Regions from separate parts of the Mus musculus genome. Here region 1 is linked to region 2. Evidence: chromatin contacts called from public HiChIP or PLAC-seq data. All regions are on one chromosome and are shown on one strand. The core of a region is the stretch at or near the end of the contact, and the rest is flanking DNA. Distances in the headings are between cores, read along the strand shown.

Region 1 (6,191 bases), core at 3,589-6,088, 400 kb after region 2:
AATGACTTCACTGACTTCTTGATTTCTGCATTGATAAAGCCTTGGTAATAATAGTACAGACCTCAGAGCCTTTGTATGGGGACTCATGCATTGAAAACTCAGTTCTTGGAGCAGTGCCTGACGTGTGTGTCAGGAGTTTCTAGTTACTTGGTTGACATTGGTACAGAACACAGGGTTCTAGGCTGACCACAACAATATGAGCAGCTCTGACTCTGCCCTTCCCCAGTCCTTACAACACTGCAGGAAGACTCTTACTGTGTGGGTCAAGGTGTAAGGAGACATCCTACCTTCAGGTAAGCCCTTTAGTTTCCTTCCCGAGTTTGAATCAGACACAGATGCCGAGGAGGTCTAGATGAGAAGGAGAGCACTCCATGTCTGTGTGAGCTGCTTTTACATATAGGTGTCTGCTTTCAAAAATGTATCTAACCTGGCAGAAAGCAGAGAGTGATAATGTAAGATGATCAGATATGCACACTGAGTTAAGGCAAAGCCTTGGTAACAGAGGTTAAAGGGTTCTAAGGGGGAAATAATGAAATTGTATTATAAGGTCAGACATAAAAGAAGTAGAACAGATGCTCTGGACTGGGCTGTGAAGACAGCTCCACAGCTGAAGTGCTTACTGTGCAAAAGTGAGGCCTCGAGTCTGAATCCTCAGAGGCCATGTGAATGCCAAGTGAGGATGCTGGTGTCGTCCCCGTTGTGACTCTAATACTCAGGAGGGAGGGGCAGCAGATCCTGGTACAAGCTGCTCACTCAGGCTCGCCCAGTCAGGGAACCCTGGGTTCCATTGAGAGAGCTCATCTCGATGACAATGGGAGGGGTCTTGGGAGACGATCTGCAGTCAATCTTAGTCCTCCATACACACACACACACACACACACACACACACACACACACACACACACACACAAACACACACACACCCCTCAACTCCATTCTCCATGAACGTGCATATGTAACACACACATTTAGTAAAAAGGGTTTTGTACTCATAAGAGCCACAATTCTGATCTTTGTTCTGCTTCCTAGTGGCTGTATGACTTTGAGTAAAGTCACATAGGGTCTTTGAGCGTATTTCTTCATCTGGGTTCTTTTATGGAGATCAAATGGGGGCATATGGTGGTTTTTTTGGGGGGGTAATCATGGTGGTTTGAATGACAATGTCCCCTATAATCTCAGGTATTTGAATGCGTAGTCTCCAGTCTTTGGTGCTGTTTGGGGATAAGGTTATGGGGAGACGCAGCCTTGCTAAGGAGGTGTATCACTGGGGACAGGCCTAGAGTTCATAGCCTTGCCCTGCTTCCAGTTCCCTTACTGTGCTCTGCGACTGTACTCTCTCAGCTCCCTGCTCTGGCTCCCATCCTCTGTCATCATGGACTCTTATGCCTCTGGAACCGTGAGCCAAAAATAAATGCTTCTATACATTGTTCCTGGTCTGATATTTCATCACAGAGACAGCTAAGTCACTGGTATAGCGGTGTGTGACGCGTAGCAAGGACTCTGTAAGAATTTACTACCTTTAGAATTTATTTATTTTTATTTTATGTGTATGAGTGCTTTGCTCACATGTTTGATTGTGCACCCCTAGGTGTGCCTGGTGCCCTATGATGTCAGAAGAGGTCCTCTAGAACTGGAATTATATCAATGGTTGTCAGCCACTATCTGGACCCTAGCAATCAAGCTCATGATCTCTGCAAGAACAAGTGCTCTGAACTGTTGAGGTCTCTTTCCAGACCCAAGTAGTTACTATTCTTACTGTTGTGTATTTTTCTGTGTTAGAATAAGGAGTGTCATTAAGATCTGTGCTCATCAGAAGGGGTGAAATAGAGACAAATTAAGGGTGAGATGACGTCTAGATAAAGGCAGTGTTGACAATGGGAAATGAGGAAGACCCTAGAAAGAGTAAGGTGGGTAAGAGGCTCGGATGCCTTTCAGGAGCTCAGTGAAGAAATTGTCTAGGAAGACCTGGTGGAAGTAGGTGGGGCCTGGTGAAGGACGTGTGGTGTTGGGCATTGCCCCTTCACGGGCCATACTGGGCCTAGCGTGGCGTTTTTCTTAGCAAGTGATGATGACTTACTCTTGGAGTTCTTGGCTTCATTCACTGTGGCTTTGCTCTGTGGCTCATGGTTCCTTTGCCGAGGAGCCCCGCTGATCTACTGCCTTCCGTTGCTGCTGTTATTAACTGTCCCCTCTCCCCTTGTCTCCCCTCTTCCCCCCAAAAAAATTCCAAAACCATCTGGTCGAAACCTCTCTAAAATTGTCCCTTCTTCTAGTGCCTTTAGGTATATCAAAATCCAAGGATTCCTTATCAATATTGTATATTATGGAGAAGATAACAAAGTCTGTGCCAGCCAGTGTGACTTCATCTGGCATAGGACTTTGAACAAGTTTCTTGATTCCCAGGCTGTGTTTTCTCAAGCAGAATAGCTTTCAAGCAGTGTTCTAGTTGTCCGTTTGTTGCCTCTCAGCTCATCGGCCTGCCTGCTCTATCTCAGCCGTATGTGCACATTTTCTCTTCCCTTGAGCATGACGCTCAGCTCTGTCAGTAGAAGGCAAGCTTCATATGCTTGGTATTTCTTTTGGAGAATGACAGAGTTGTTCTGGAGCTAGATAATGGTGATGGCTGTACAACACTGGAAGTCACTTCGTTGTATGATTTAAGTGACTAAAATGGTGGATTTTGTGCAGTATTAATGTTAATTCAGTGACAATGTAAGGTGGGCTGCGGAGATGCTTGCCACTCAAGCATGAAGACTGGAGTTCAGATACCCAGAACCCATGTTGAAGTTGGCATGTGGTGGCTCACCTATAATATTAGTCTTGGAAGGTAGAGACAGGACCCAGCCACCTGGTAAGACTAGTTACATCTAGCTGTAGGTTAATCATATCTATCTGCTCAGCAAGCTTTGGGTTTAAATGAGAAACCCCGTCTCAGTGAATGGGAGAACAATCACTACCCGATTCCTGACCGAGGCTCATAACCCCTAGCTCCTCCAGGAGAGAACAGAGGTTCCTTGGCTAGAGACACTGCAAAGCTCTATACCTCAGAATGGCCTACTGAGTCTCACAGGGACTGGAGGAAAAGAATTAAGACGTGTAGGGCAGGATTTGAATATAATACCGAGGGTCTGGTTTGGAGAAGAATGTGAAGATCTCATTGTAGATGGTGGTGGAGGCAGTTAGTTAAGGGCATAGACATGTAATAAATTAGCTAAATTCTTTATTCCTTCCTTGACATCTTACTTAGCTAAGGCTAGCCTTTCCATCTCCCTCTCCCTCTCCTGCTGTGTTAGGGGTATACATATGTGCACCTATGTGTCAGCCTTGGATGTTGTTCTTTAAGGACAATCATCCACATTTTTGTAAGACAAAACAAAACTTATTTATTCTTCCACAATTACACACACACACACACACACACACACACACACACACACACACAGAGAGAATTTCTAATCTGTATGTCCTCAAACTCTACTTACTTGTGGGCAGCACCAACTCAAGAGATTTTAGTCTGAATATTTCCCTGAACATGTGGGTGAAGAAAATAGGATCTCTGGTCAAAACACTTTCCCTGTAGCTCTGCCTTGCTTTGTCATGGCTACTTTCTAGACCTTGTAGAACATAAGTGGGTGATTCTATTGCTTTGGGACATCTCTCTGCTGGGCTGTGTGTGTCCTCAGTCAGGAGGGTTAGGGACAATAAAATATGACTTGTCAAGTGATGCCATTTTCACTCTTGCTGTCTCGGGATGCTTCAAAGAATACATGTCTATGCAGAAGGGAAGAGACTCCGGCTTTTCTGCTTTCGGGTCTCATGAATCTGACTGACCCCTATTGCTGTGGCATCCCTAAACTGCTAAGACATCCTATGAAGGCTCCCCTCGGACCTCCACTTAGATGTAGCTACCAAACGTGTTTTTCGTCTTTATTAATCTTCATCTCTTCTCACGTTTCTCGGGTCACAGCTGCATTGTTATCTGATGGGCTTGCTGCCAGCACCATGAAGCCTGACAGTTACAAAGAGTGGATTAGTTGCAAAGGACTATTTATTAGAAAAAGTCCCTTTTTTTTTCTTTTTCTTTTTCTGTTGTCTTATGTGGTGTTGGCCATGTATTGCCTGCATGAGATAAGAGGCTTGTTCTGGGAGTGATGAGCAAAAGTCTGGGTGAGCAAGCATGGCCCTCCTTGCCTGCTACGGTTCATCTCCCCTGGCCTCTCCTGGGAGGTCCTAAAGGTCTATAATCAAGCTGCCTTTCTTCAAAAGGAGGAGGTGTGTGCCTGTGTGTGTGTGTGTGTGTGTGTGTGTGTGTGTGTGTGTGTGTGCCTGTGTGTGTGCCTGTGTGTGTGTGTGCCTGTGTGTGTGTGTGTGCCTGTGTGTGTGTGTGTGTGTGTGTGCACGCGCACGTGTGAATTGTCTTCACCTTTTTTATTACCTTCAGAGCTGGAGAGGAGTAGAGAACAGATCATTGGTCAACGATTTCAATTTAATAGTTCCTTTTGCAAGGGTAAAAGAGTAGGTAGGGGGTTGGGTTTACAGCATTGTGAGAGAAAAGAGACATTTCAGTAAACCATAGAGATAGGCAGGGTCTTTTTCTTTACCTTTTTATGAAGAAATGCTGCTATAAACACATTTTAAGGTCTCAAAAGAAGTGAACTTATTTGTGGGGAGCCAGTTTTACTTCTGTTTCTGAGACTTCACTGATGGGTCATGCATTGAAGAAGGCTATTTGCCTGGTAACTGTCCTGATGGAAACCCTTAGGCTCCGGGACAGCCTAGAGGACCTGGTCTGTTGGTACATGTGTACTCTGAGTCACCTCTGGGGAGATGTCAGCTTTCTCATCCTAGCCCTGGGGGCTGGTTGGGTCAGGCCTGTCCAGGCATGTCTGTTTCTTGATGTAGGAAGAGGTAAGAAGTTATGGGTGCTGGTAAGAAAGTAACTTCTGGTGTAGTGATGGTCACTATCTGGAAGCTGGGCCTTTCTAGTCCTTCAATTACTGGGAAAAGCTAAGGAGTTAGGGTCTCTAGAAAGTGAAGATGAAGTCACTGTTGGACAAGAACTCCAGGTAAACTGCCAGCACTGCAAAGGACATTGGTGATGGAACCCCATTGTGCACCCTCCCAACAGGCGCACCACACAGACCTAAGGGTGTGTCCCCATCACAAGATCATATATGGCCCAGGCTAATGTTAAGCCCACCAGTGTGGCTTCAGATGATCTTGAACTCCTGATCTTCCTGTCTCCACCTTCCAAGTTCTAGTGTTACAGTATTATTTGGGACCACAGGCAGTTTATGGGATGGCAGGGTTTGAACCCAAGGCCTTGTACATACTAGGCAAGCATACTACCGACTGAAGCATATCTCCAGTCACAGACATGCTTTCTCCATTATGTGTTCCCTGGGGGAAGGGTTAAGGCTTTTGAAAGTGAACTCATTTTTCCAAAGGGCTTAGAGTAGAGGTAGTACTAGGACCTCAAGAAATGTGATTGCTTACAAGCCAGCCCCTCTCCCCTCGTTGCTTGGCTACCTACATTCTCTTCTTCCTGATTTCTCAGCTATCGTTCACTGGATGGACCGCCCTAGGCCTCACTGGTAGGTCAGACTCAGAGGGTGCATATCAACTCATCAGGTCCTCTGTCACTGCAGCATCTTCTTGACTCCCTTATGATCTGATGATGTCACCAGTATCATAGGACTCACCTTGGCTTGGGTCTAGCTCAGTTTCATTGCTTCCCATGTCTCGTCCTCTATGTCTAGCCAGCTCCCAAATTGAGTATAATGGCCGTCCTTAATCAAAGAGATATGTTATGCAATCCCAGCAGATTCCCAAAACCACAAAGAGTACTGAATCTATATATATATTTTTTTTTTCCTTCATATACTTTTATGCTAAAGTTTAATTTATAAATGAGGTATGGTAGGTGACTGACAGTAAATGATAACATAATTATTTATAAAACTACTATAATAAAATTTGTATGAGTGCTTCCTCTCTCTCAAATACTGTATTTATGCTGCACTTAACTTCTTCACCCTTTGATGATGCGAGATAGCATAATGTCTATGATGAGATGAAGTGACACATCATGATCTATCATCAGGTTGATATGTAAGGGTTATCTCCATTATAAGCGCTGTGATACTGAGACTGTCAACCTGATATCTGAGACACTAAGTGTGTAATGGGCA
Region 2 (6,163 bases), core at 316-2,815:
ACAACAATATGAACTAACTTGTACCCCCAGAGCTCCCTGAGACTAAACCACCAATCAAAGAAAACACGTGGTGGGACGTGGGACTCATGGCTCTAGTTGCATATGTAGCAGAGCATGGCCTAGTTGGTCATCAGTGGGAGGAGAGGCCCTTGGTCCTGTGAAGGTTCTATGCCCCAGTGTAGGGGAATGCCAGGGCCAGGAAGCAGGAGTGAGTGAGTTGGTGAGCAGGGGGAGGGGGATTTTCAGAGGGGAAACCAGGAAAGGGGATAACATTTGAAATGTAAACGTAGAAAATATCTAATAAAAAACAAACAAACAAACCAACCAAACAAAAATACCCCTTCAGACTGGTGGCTGGTGACTTTATTGTAGTTCAGCTTTTTGATCCTGAGAAAAAAACAAACAAAACAAGTACTTCAATATATACACCACACTTTCAGTTCCTCTTTCTGACTTTGTGGAATTTATGAGCGTTTTATCACATGTGTTACACATTTGGGATTAACATCATGATACTGCTATCTTTCATCATTGGCTATTGAAGTCAGAGAACCCTAAGTGTCAGAGCTAGGCTTGACATTTGGGCCTGTCTGACCAAAGCGCTTCTCTGCTCACATCCTTACTGTTCTTTCCTTAGTCTTCATCAAAGGCTACATAAGGATACACGTGTGTTCTACTGGTTGGATGTGGGCTTGGTAATTAATGACTGTGTGTGGGAACTGGTGTATATGATCAGTCTCCATTTTTACGATGTAGGAAGTGGCATTATAACCTTTTGTTTAACTCTGTCAAGCTCAATGTTCCCTCTAGAATCCTGTATGCATTTCTACTGGTAGGCAGCACTGCTGTCAGGATTGGGTGAGCAATCTGCTGGAGTTGTCTTTGTAAAGGGTCTCTGTGAAAGGCCCCTGAAACCAAGTCTGGACGCCCCCCCCCCCCCTTAAAAAAAAAACCCGCTTCCAACAAGAGCTTCTCTTTTCTATTTTTTCCTTTCCTTTCCTTCTCTTTTCTTTCTCTTTCTCTCTCTCTCTTTCTTTTTTTGTTGTTAATGTAGTGAGAATAGTATGTGTTTGTAAAGGATTCTCAATTGGAATATAGCTCCTCCATTTATTACCCAAGCAACTTTGGACCTTGGTTTCCTTAGCAGTAAAGGCAAGGAGGCAGAGAGAATTAAAAAGCATGTATGAAAAAAAACCAAAAACAAACAAAAAAATCACCTCCAGCCAGCCGTGTTGTAGCAACGTCAGTGACATCTGCCTGCTTGAACGATCTGCGTAGCATTTCTTCAGGTTTTCACTTCTCAGTCTGAATCCTGGCCTCACTGGTTTGTCTCTTAGGAACTATTAGCTGCCTCCATCTCTCTCAACAAGACAAGGCAAGGTGTTAAATGTTAAAGCAACCTTTTAGAGACCTCTCCTTGGGTAGGCAGCTGTGCTATACCTCCACACACTACTACACTGTAGCGTTGGCAAGATGGAGTGCTGAGAAGTGGAGGAAGCAAATTATAAAGGAAGGACGAAATACCCAGAGTCAGAAGTAGGAGAGCAAGCGAAATCTGCCGTTCCGGCCTTCGCCTCAATTGGTCCATTGGCACAGTATTTCAGTTTTTATTGCGCATGTCGAGGCGTTTTGTCCCTCGGCGGACACCGTTTTCCAGCCAAGCAATGTCTGCGCCTTCGCCGATTTCGTAGCGTGCCGAGTTCTATCCTTTCCCCGACGCTGGGCATGGCGAGCCGAAGGGCCCGGCAGCGCCTCAAGGGTGGCGGCGGCGGTGGCGGCGGCGGTGGGGATGCGGGCCCGGCGGCGGAGAAGCTGGAACAGCTCGGCAGCCGGGAGGCAGGCGCAGAGCCGCGGCCAGAGTACGTGTGCGGTCGGAGGGCGTGGCCGGCGGGTGGGTCGGGCGGCTCCGGGGGTCTCCTCCAGGGCTCTGGCTCACCCGGAGGTCTCCGCGGGGGCTCTGGCTCACCCGGGGGTCTCCGCGGGGGCTCTGGCTCACCCGGGGGTCGGCTCCCCACCGGGCCTCTGCGCTCACCCGGGGGTCGGCTCTCCGTTGCGAGCTGGGGCTCTTTGCCTGGGGTCTGCTCTTTGCTGCGAGCCGTGCGGCTTTGCTCCTCGCCGGGGGTCTGCTTTCCGCCGGCATCTCGGCTGCCACCCGGCGCTCTTACTCCTGCCCCTCGTGGGAGCGTCCCACTTGGCGTCGATCATCGCCCCTCCGCAGCAGATCCCTGCATCTTTGCAGCCAGGGTCTGCCATGCTTCGGGTTCAAGTCCACACGAGCAGGCTTCGTGCTGGTAGAGTTAGCAGAACCTCTGTGAGAGCCCTTGGTATGCCTTTTACATCTGAGTCTCACTGCGGTTTACTGTTTTCTCCCTCCCTCTAGGCTTCCAGCCCTAGAACCCCTCAGCCTCGCAGCCGGTAGCCTGTAGGTTAGGTCTGCGTTAAAGTGGCTGTTAGTATATGGGAACAGAGGCGGTCTGCACGTGCGTCTTATATTAAGCCTCATTCATTTGAAGGAGGAGGGAAGAGATAAAGCCATGACAAGGAATGACTTTAAGGAAGAAATGGAGAGAGAGAGAGAGAGAGAGAGAGAGAGAGAGAGAGAGAGAGAGCACTGTGGTCTTCATGCGAGTGATTAGTTGGCTTGAGGTGAAACAGGCCAAGGTGTATGAATTAGTGTGTACCTTAGAAGCAGGAAGTGGACGGTGCGATTGGAAACGCAATTCCTTATTCACTCTCAAGGATAACAAAGCCTTAGTTCTTTTAGGTGAATGGTTTTATTGCGGCGCTGTCTTTTGCCATTCCTGTCTTTCCTGTCTGGGTTTTAGTCTTCCCTAGCAGGACCTTCCTGATAAGACGATTGATTTTGCTTTTTCCTTCTGGGCAGGTCTGGAAATAAAGCAGGGCAAGTCTGGGCCCCTGAAGGATCCACTGCTTTCAAGTGTCTGCTCTCAGCGAGGTTGTGCGCAGCCCTTCTGAGCAACATCTCGGACTGTGATGAAACATTCAACTACTGGGAACCAGTAGGTGATCTCGTTAGCTGGGCTTTAGTTTTTGCAATCCTAGGGATCTAACCCATGGTTTTGGGCATTTGAAGCAATACTTTATCAGTGGGCTACATCCCTCGCCCCTAGTTCTGGGATTTTGGCCTTTGATCTTGATTTGGTACTTAGGACAAATTAAACATGTAGAATGTAAGTGTGGAAAATATTAAAATACATTGTTTTCATTTTTATATCTTAAAAACTGTTGGTTTATGGTTGTAAGGAGGATTATAGTTCACATCCCAGCAGCTCAAATTTAGGCGACTTCAGCTCCAAGACAAAATATGACAGCCCAGCGTGGTGGCCCATGCCTTTAATCACAGCACTCTGGAGGCAGAGGCAGGCAGCTCTTATGAGTTCTAGGCCAGCCTGGGTTACACAGAGAGACCCTGTCTCAAAATAGAACTAATCTGATGTCCTCATCTGGTCTCTAGGCACACAAATGTATACCTACACTCATGCAGATATACTCGCAAATAAAATAGGTCTTAAAAGAAAGCCCATATTGTTGATTTAATTACTATTAAAGTCTATGACCTTTAGCTGGTATACTCAAAGGTGATATTTACAATTATCTTTTAAATGGTTTTGCAAGTCTAAGTAATACTTGTGGGTATAGGTTTTAAAGCTAATGATTACTCCAAAACTTGAGGGAAATAAACTTAGGCATTTTCCTCAGGTCAGTCCCATTTCTTAGACAGAAGCCACATTCTTCCACCTTTCTAAGTTTATTTCTTCTTATGTTTGCCAAAATTGTTGTGCTGGCTAGTTTTATGTCAGCTTGACACAGGCAGTCATTAGAAAAGGAGGGAGCCTCAACTGAGAAGATGCCTCCATGAGACCCAACTGTAGGGCAAGTCTGTAGGGCATATTCTTAGTTAGTGTTTGATGGGGGAGGGTCCTGCCTACTCTGGGTGGTGCCATCCCTGGGCTGGTGGTCCTGGGTTCTATAAGAAAGCAGGCTGAGCAAGCCACAGGGATCAAGCCAGTAAGCAGCACCCTCCATGGCCTCTGCCTGAGCTCCTGCCTCAGGTTCCTGCCCTGCTTGAGTTCCTGTCTTCACTGCATTTGATGATTAACTGTCACATGGAACTGAATTTCCATCTATTGGTTTGTCTTGTCCAACTTCGATGTGGTAGTTTTTGTTTTATCTTATTATATTTTATCTTGATTTTTTAAAAAAAATGAATGAATGAAAACCTAGCCACTAACATAAAGGTAAACTGTCATTTGTCCATATTGAGAGAGGGAAAATCAGTTTTGTCCAGTAAAGTGACACTGGATATACAACCACTCCAGGACAGGCCTCATGCTCAGGAGTAGTTGACCACCATATAATGGACTCCAGTTTTGTTGTGTGTGCTTTTATTTGGTTACAGTTTGGTGTTTGTTTGTTTGTTTTTCCCTTTTTGAGTGTGATTTAATCTCGTTTTCTTAGGTTTGTTGTTGTATTGAGTCTTTGATTCTTTTTTTCTTCTCTTTTTAAAAAGATGTATTTATTTACTATATGTAAGCACGCTGTAGCTGTCTTCAGACACACCAGAAGAGGGCATCAGATCTCATTATGGATGGTTGTGAGCCACCATGTGGTTGCTGGGATTCGAACTCAGGACCTTCGGAAGAGCATTCAGTGCTCTTAATCGCTGAGCCATCTCTCCAGCCTGAGTCTTTGTTTCTTTTGGGAAAGAATTTAAAAGTTGGATGAGTAGGTGTGGGGAGATGATCTAGAGGCACAGGGGAGGGGAAGGATAGGAGCAAAATATATTTGAATTCGAAAATTGTTTTAAATAATGAAAAATATAATAGTACTAGAAAGAAGACGTGAACCCTTTCCTCTCCAGGTTGCTCTGGGTCATGGTGAGTGGCCTTCACTAGGACAGAGGTGCTGCTCATAGTCCACTTGCAGTGTTGTTTCTTGAGTTTTTTTGATTATGTATTTTTTTTAATGACTTCCTATTACAGAAAATTTGGAAGTTACCAGATCACAGTTTGTGTCAAAAACAGAAGGTGCTTAGTGTGTGCAACTTAAGGAATGAAAGAGTTAGAGTTTTCCTGTTTTGGTTAAACATTATCTTAAGAAAATAAATCCAGTAAAATTTTAGCGTCTTCATTTAAAAATATGAGGTCATGTGTATCTTTTCTTAATGTGTTTTCATTAGTTACTGGTGTTAATTCTCAACATTTTTTGTCTCTAATTTCAACACAGGCTGTTCACCTGTGAGCCCTCTGGAGGGCTTTGCTAGGATGACACATTTGTTTCTGCTTTCAGACACACTACCTCATCTACGGGAAGGGATTCCAGACATGGGAATATTCCCCCGTGTATGCCATCCGCTCATATGCTTACCTGCTGCTGCACGCCTGGCCAGCTGCATTTCATGCACGGATTCTGCAGACTAACAAGGTAAGGGCTGGCTGACCGGGTAGCACTCACATCCACCAAGAGGTAAGTCTGGGGCCAGTTTTGAAAGGGGACAAAAATCTACTGACGGCCAAAAGGAGGCTGATTTCTTTCTTTTCTCTTTTCATTTTTCTTCTTTGAGATGGAGTCTTGCCATGTTCTGCAGACGCAAGTGCTCTCCCCCCCCCCCCCCCCTCCCCCCGCACTTCCCAGGTTCCTGTGTCTGGCCTCCTCTTTGAAAGGATTGTTTGTGCAGTTGTCATTCCACCTATGCTAGTAGCAGCTTTCACTTAGTGTACATTGTGCATTGTGTTACGTGATGGGACAGTGACCAAGTCTAGTCTGCTTCATGACTTACAGTTCTTTGGGAAAGAGTAGGAGAAAAGTACAAGGTGCAGTGGGGGAGCATTTTAAGACGGTCTAATTTAGGTAGAATGCGCAAGATCCCGCTGAGGGTTAAAGGTTTTGACAGTCTGTGTTTTGGTATGAATTTTTTCTTTTTTAGTTTGTTTGTTTGGAGTTCAGTAAATTACTTGAATATTTAGGCTTATACCTTTTGCCAAATTTGGGAAGAGGGGTATGTGTGCAAGGTTGGTTGGTGTGTGTGTATGTGTTATGCATGTGTGTGTTATGCGTGTGTGTGTTGTATGTGTGTGTGCGTGCTTGCGCATGCGCAGGTTTGTGGGTCTGTGTGAGCACATGTGCCTGTGTATGAGTGCAG

Evidence for each region. HiChIP or PLAC-seq counts read pairs in DNA pulled down with a chosen protein or histone mark.
Region 1: an H3K4me3 HiChIP or PLAC-seq map of the 230-238 cell line shows a contact between it and region 2, with 6 times the contacts expected there. The contact joins the enhancer-like site here to the promoter of Alg9 in region 2. A contact is called at or near these places in 2 of 39 promoter capture datasets (the C10 cell line and pre-B cells), 5 of 115 datasets of contacts at active chromatin or transcription factors (the 230-238 cell line, bone marrow-derived macrophages, embryonic forebrain and 2 more) and 2 of 9 other capture datasets (adipose tissue and liver).

Annotation. Positions count from the first base shown.
Region 1 is chr9:51,171,098-51,177,288 of GRCm38.p6, forward strand. No RefSeq gene overlaps it. Among named protein-coding and RNA genes, the nearest start is that of Gm32742, 5.4 kb to the left of the region's middle. Within about 2 kb of position 4,839, at least 31 of the 459 cell types and tissues checked have an H3K27ac peak or open chromatin away from gene starts, as enhancers often do. A contact at or near this core is called in the 230-238 cell line, where this site is marked.
Region 2 is chr9:50,773,660-50,779,822 of GRCm38.p6, forward strand. It overlaps Alg9 (asparagine-linked glycosylation 9 (alpha 1,2 mannosyltransferase)), which reads left to right and starts at 1,566. Exons shown (of 15, transcript NM_133981.2): 1 at 1,566-1,859; 2 at 2,885-3,020; 3 at 5,311-5,445. The coding sequence starts at 1,726. It overlaps Gm38476 (a long non-coding RNA gene), which reads right to left and starts at 1,880. Exons shown (of 3, transcript XR_379372.3): 1 at 1,218-1,880; 2 at 339-387.